Linked DNA regions of Sus scrofa: region 2 is linked to region 1. Evidence: chromatin contacts called from public Hi-C data. All regions are on one chromosome and are shown on one strand. The core of a region is the stretch at or near the end of the contact, and the rest is flanking DNA. Distances in the headings are between cores, read along the strand shown. Region 1 holds the start of CENPI (centromere protein I). Region 2 holds the start of HNRNPH2 (heterogeneous nuclear ribonucleoprotein H2).

Region 1 (3,108 bases), core at 454-2,953:
GTGGGTGGAGTTTAGCTGGTGGGACAGACCTTCAATGTGGGTTACTTGGATTGAGCAGTATGAAAATTTGCTTTCTTCATTACATACTGCAGCTTCTCCTTGTTAGATGTGCTTTGATGGCTTTAATATTATTGTGCCAGGGATGGGGAAGGGGGTGGGGGTGTTGTGTGTGTGGGGAGTACAAATTATTGTATTTTCTTCAATGTCATTGTTCTTGTTAATTGATACCTCTCTGTCTTATTTCTCTCATTCTTTCAAAATAAAAATTTTTGAAGTTTGGAGGAAATTGTCTGGAAAAATAATGAAAATCTAGACAGAAAGGGTCATATTGTGGGATTCAGGCAGTTTTATTTTTGAGTGGGTGTGAGAGAAGAAAGAGAAGGGGGAGGGTAACTTATTATACTAAGGAGGTTACCAATTTTCTGATCTCATTTAAGTTCCCCCACACTCTGTGATGCCAGCGTATAAGACAGAAAGCCTCAGAATTAGGATCTCAAAACAATTTCCAGGTTTGGGGAGTTCCGCTTCATTAAGTGATGCCAAGGGAATGTGGAAGAATGACTTCATAAAAAATTGCAGGTATATTAAATAAAGACGAACCATCACTATATATGTAGCCACAGATTGGTACAAATTCCGGTGCCACAAACTCATTGCAAGTTATTTTACCACTCAGGGCCCCAATTTCATGTACAAAAAACAAGGGGCTTGAAGGCTTCAAATTCTTTCCAATTTATATTTATTCGAGTCTATGACATGATTAAAACTATGAAAAATGACTTGGTGAAATTTTCAATTTTACTAGAAAAGGAAGAGCAGCTATCATAGAAAATACTGAACACTCAGTTCTTAAGCATGATTAAATAAGAGTTCTTGAAAGTACTTTGAAAACCATGTAAGATGTGGTAAATAGTGATTTCGGCCGTATTCTTTCCCAAATGCATCAACTTAGCCCGATTCTTCATCTCTCCCCAAGACGGCAAAGTTTCCTCCTGCAGTTTTGCCTACAGTTTATCGGTATGTTTGGCCTCAAAAAAATCAGTGAGTGTAATTAAATTTTTATCTGTCCTCTCCAGTTCTCTCTCTAGTAAGAGATTAAACTAGGGACTAAGCTCAGGTCTCAAGCCCTTGTTGCTGTTTCAGCCCGTTTATGGTCCATTGATTCCTCAGTCGGGAATCTTTACGTGTTGACTGGCCGGCTACATACAAGGTGTCACATCTGGCTCAGGACACAAGTTTACAGCAAACGCTAGAAGGTATGCGTGCCCATCCTCGGTAAAAGGACAGATTTAGCTGTCCGATTTAGCTGTCCTCTCCTCCCACATCCTAGAGACAGCATCAGCGATCTCAGACCCTTTAACCTGATTCTTTCGCCTACATGGGAGAATCAGCCTTTAAAATTGTGAAGTTTCCAATTTCTTATTTTCCTACAAAGTCCCGACATTTGAGGTCAATCTGAGCAAAAGGATCACTATAATTGGTCTTGTTAAATTCAAAAATCGAGACACTAATTGCTCGGTTTTACGCACGGTGACGACTGAGAATATTATTAGAACACTCGAAACATCAGCCAATCAGCCGTTTTCAACAGCAACGGCCGCGCGTTCCTGGGCCGGGCGGGTGAGGCCTGCAGCTCTGTGGAATTGGGTTTACGTCAGCGTCGGCGCGCGGGCTGCCTCGCGCCACTGAGCTATGACTCAACCAATCAGGCTTCAGGAGGGCGCGCCGCTCCGCCCCGTTGCCGCCAGCGTCGCCCGGAAGCGCATGCGCGGGGCGGGGCCAGCTCGTTTGAATCCGGGAGGTGATGTTTGGACTCTGGCGGCTTTGGGACCGAGGAGTGTTTCAGGTGAGCTGCTTTAAACCACCGCGCAGAGTCGGGGCCCCGAAACCGAATCCTGCAATTTTTCAGGATTTCCTCCAGACCAGGGATCTGTCCAGTGGGCCAAGTTCGCTCGCCGCTGGGGCAAGCTGTGAAAGGGGGCTTCTTGGGAAGCGATGGTCCGGTTCAGCCGGAAAGGGTCAGAAGCTGCTTCCCTGCCCTTTTTTCCTAGTTTGTAGGACCCTCGGAAACAGCCCGGAACCTGGTGCCACCCAGTGGGTTAGACATACGTATTGCTCTCCTACTTCGGCCTCGTCTGTTCTAGGGATGTGGGCTTGAGTGTCATTACGGCCATTCCCTTGATTTTTCCCATTGAAGCCAAAAACTTAGAAGACATTCTGGTTTCCTCTCTTTCCTTTTTCTCTACATTCAAGACTTTTATTATGGTCTTGTCTTGCCTCCAAGACATTACACGAATACAGTCATTTTCTACCTCTTCCACCATTTACACCTTAGGTCTAGGTTGAGACTGCAATCATACCTCTTTGGACTTCTTCAAGACCCTTTTAATTGTCTATTTCCACTCCTGGAATCCTAACGTTCTATTCTCCGCGTTGCAGCAAAAATGGTCTTAAAACATAAGTCAGATGGTATCACTCCCTGTAACACTGCTCGCTTCACCTGTAGTTACCTATGACACTTAAAATCTAGTGTTCTTACTCTGGCCTACAACTCCCAGTATAGTAGTCCCTGGTTGCCTCTCTGACTTCTCCTCCCGATACTCTACCTCTTTCATGCCACTACCCCCTTGGCCTCTTACTGGTGTTGTGCTGTTTTCTTTAACACACAAAGCTCTTGCTTTAAGGTCTTAGCATGCCTTGCTCTTTCCTTTCCTTGAAATACTCTTCTACCAGCTCTTAAGATGGTTGTTTTTTTCTTGGTATTCAAATCTTAGCTTAAAGCTGACAGAGAGGTTTTCTCTGAACACTTATTCCAAAGTAGCTTCTCACCCCCACTCTTTTTCTATCACATCGCTGTATATTATGTTCACTCTGAATTATTGACTCTTATACTCCTTACACCCCCATAAATTTCATGAGAGCAGAGACCTTGACTGTTCAGTTATTTTATCTCTGATCAGTAGAACTGTGCTTGGCATATAAACGATGCTCAGTAATTATTTACTGAATAAGTGAATTAGCAGGGAATGTTTCTGCTCTGAGAATCCTTAGTTTGGCCACCAATTGGTGTTTTGAACTATGCAGTTTTAACTTAGCACTGACAAAGCA
Region 2 (3,035 bases), core at 367-2,866, 260 kb after region 1:
ACATCCTCATGGAGACTATGTAAGGTTCTTAATCCGCTGAGCCACAACGGGAACTCCAATTCTGTCACCTTTGATCAACATCCTGACTTCGTCTGTAAAGACATTCATAGGAATAACTTATGGCCACTGTGATGTACCATATGCTGCTTACAGAGGAGCCTATGCACCAAGCATGTTATTATGTTTTTAACACTATCAGTCAGGGATTATTAACCTTTTCTAGACTACAGATCCCTGTGAAAATCTGAACAAAGTTCAAGATTCTCTCTTCAGAAAAACACACATACTTAATATTTGCAAATTTGCCTTATTTTCCCCATGCAGTTCAGGTTAAGAACATTTCTTCTATATGCCCAAGTGCAGGGCCTGGTACTGCACTGTGCTTTTTTTGGTCTTTTCTTTTCTTTTTTTCTTTCTTTTTTTTTTTTTTTTAGGGCCACTCCCGTGGCATAGGGAAGTTCCCAGGCTAAGGTTTAATGGGAGCTGCAGCTTCTGGCCTATGCCAAGGCTACAGTAATGCAGGATCCGAGCTGAATCTGTGACAATTTACAGATGAAGGCTGTGTGGATCAGATAGGATCAATATCTGTCTTATCCAGTCTAACCTTTTATCTTCAAAAGATAAAGGCCCTTGACGTCAACCTTCCAACCAGATGTTATACTCAAGGGCTACAGGAAGGGGTGATCTCAGAGACTCCATGGTCTCTCTAAATTGCTTCCACTTACAGCCAAGGAACCCATGACCCAAAAAGAGGAAGAAAGGGCACGTGTCATAGTCCTCTGTCCTTCCTACTCACCACAGCTGTCTTCACTGCTAGTACCTCGCAGAGAGAGAGCAGTAGCTCTTAATAAGGGTCTGAACAGAACCAGATGATAAGTGGAGAACATCCTTAACTGGGTGATTAGGCAGAGAGAGGCGGAGAAGTAGAGGTCTCTGGCCGGACTCCCACCCCGGCGGGTGGGGTGGGGAGGCTACATGGAGAAAATTTAGGGCTAGTTCCCATCCAGGCTAGTTTGCTGGCGATAAAAAAAAAAAAAAAAAGCAGGAGCAATAGGGCAGCTCTCCCTGGGGCTCGAATTTTCTCGCTGCGACCCTCCATGCCTTCAACGGTAGCCGGAAGGAAAGGCGAAGGGAAGAATGTACCCAGTATTTCTGATACCTGATACAGGAATCCGGATCTTCTTGACAGTCCACATTGCACATGAAGCGCTCCCAGTGCAGCCAGCCCATGGTAGGGGTCCTCGCCAAGCCGTTGTTCAGGGCCCGGGCCCCTGGGACGCCCCAGAGAACCTGGGCCAGGAAGCAAAATGGCAGCACGTAGCCCAGCCGCCGGACCCTGCTCACCGGCTTCATCGTAGCTGTCATCACGCAACAGAGATCTCCAGGAGTCACCTGGGCTTCTAGGTTCTTAAGGGCTAAAAAGGCGGAGGCGGCCCGCGGAACCCAACTTCGCTCGCCTACCCAATCATCGGTGAGTTGTTAAGCAATGACGAAACTGTTTCTCCGGCAACTGGGATGGTTATCCCCAGAGGCGGACCAATAACCAGTCAGAGAAGACGCCCCGCCACCAACCATACCATCTTTTTCTGAATATCGACCCGCCCTATTGTCATACCAGAAGGAAGTGCGGCACTTTAATGATCCCGCGGTAGAGCCGAGCAGTGCTCACGTGACCGAGATCTCACATGACGTAGGTCCTCACGTGACCAGTCGCTTACGTGAGCAGAAGTAGTTCTGGTCGTCGTCTACCGTCTCGCTATAGCCGTTTGAGGGAAGAAAGAGGAAAATTATCCGGTATCGTTAGAGGTTGGTGTGTGGGTGGGAGCCGGGGCCCCGGGGGGTGGTGATGATGAAGACCAAAGCGGGGTCCGCGGGCCGCCTCCGCCTTTTTCGTTCCCTGCTTTCCGCTCCCCCGCTCTCCCCTCCCCCCGTCTCAGTGCCGGGAAGCCGCCTTTGCTGCGCCTGGTGGGGAAATGGTGGACGTTTCGTGACTGTGTCTGTGTTTTTGTATATCTGTCTGTCTGGGCGGGTCTCAGAGGACCCTTAAGAGAAACCATAAGCTGAAAGACATTGGAAAACCACGTCCCTAGTTTAGGAAGATCCTGATCTTGAGACCAGAGGTCTGAGTGCTGGTCCATCCATTCAGGCACCCAGTCTCCAGTGCCTGATTGTCTGTCTGTAGGGGGAGGCACCAAGCGAATTTGATCTGTAGAGTCACGTCTAGGCAAATGCTGCGTGCCTCACAGAGGCGCCCAAGGAATTTTTAAAAATTGAATTAAATATTTAAATAACGTTTATTTTTCTGCTTGTAACAATTCACATGCTCAATTTTGAACATTGGAAAAATAACAGTATACTATAAATTAAAAAAAAATACACCCAGAGATAACAGCTCAGCATTTTGGTCTATAAAAAGTCTGTACATATCACAGGCATAGGTGCACAAATTCTTCACTCCTAAATGGAATCCTGGGTCCTACTTCAGGCAACAGAGTCCTCGTGGCCTTCCCAGGAGTCACAGTAATGAAGTAGAACTTCCCTGCCACTACAGTGGGGGACGTGAAAGCCTAGAGTGCTGTAGGGACGTTAAATGGGATGGGTCATCCAAGAAATAAGGCAGGCAAAATACCAGTTCGTAAATCTGTCACTCAGACTAAAGACGGTCCGTAGGAAGGCTATTATCATGGCAGATGCAGTGTTCCAGGCACATAATAGGCAATTAGTAAATGTTGACTTGAATCCTCAGTGTAGTTTTAGGGCAGTTATTACACTTTGTCCTTTCTTTCCAAGAGGCCCAGTGTTCCCCAGACCGTGTCAGATAAGTCATCCACATACAAAATGAGAAAATTTTATAAAATTTGCTCTACCAATCCCAGAAAAGTAAACATTTTGTTAGTTTTCTGTTATTTTTCCCTGAAATAAAGGTAACTACTCTCTATAGAAAATCAAGAAGGCACAAAAAATTGACAAAAATTTTGAAAAATCCATAAATCTACCAGAGTAACCACTATTAACATGTGCCATATTAACACGTA

What was found. Hi-C and Micro-C count contacts between places; a contact is called where the count stands out from the background.
Region 2: a contact with region 1 is called in a Hi-C map of heart right ventricle, with 4 times the contacts expected there. The contact joins the promoter of HNRNPH2 here to the promoter of CENPI in region 1. A contact is called at or near these places in 1 of 47 Hi-C or Micro-C datasets (heart right ventricle) and 1 of 2 datasets of contacts at active chromatin or transcription factors (alveolar macrophages).

What each region holds. Positions count from the first base shown.
Region 1 is chrX:82,774,672-82,777,779 of Sscrofa11.1, forward strand. It overlaps CENPI (centromere protein I), which reads left to right and starts at 1,704. Exons shown (of 21, transcript XM_003135236.4): 1 at 1,704-1,846. It overlaps TMEM35A (transmembrane protein 35A), which reads left to right. Exons shown (of 2, transcript XM_003135235.4): 2 at 1-281.
Region 2 is chrX:83,030,909-83,033,943 of Sscrofa11.1, forward strand. It overlaps HNRNPH2 (heterogeneous nuclear ribonucleoprotein H2), which reads left to right and starts at 1,617. Exons shown (of 2, transcript XM_021079664.1): 1 at 1,617-1,806. GLA (galactosidase alpha) reads right to left here and starts at 1,365. Exons shown (of 7, transcript NM_001177925.1): 1 at 1,160-1,365. The coding sequence starts at 1,365.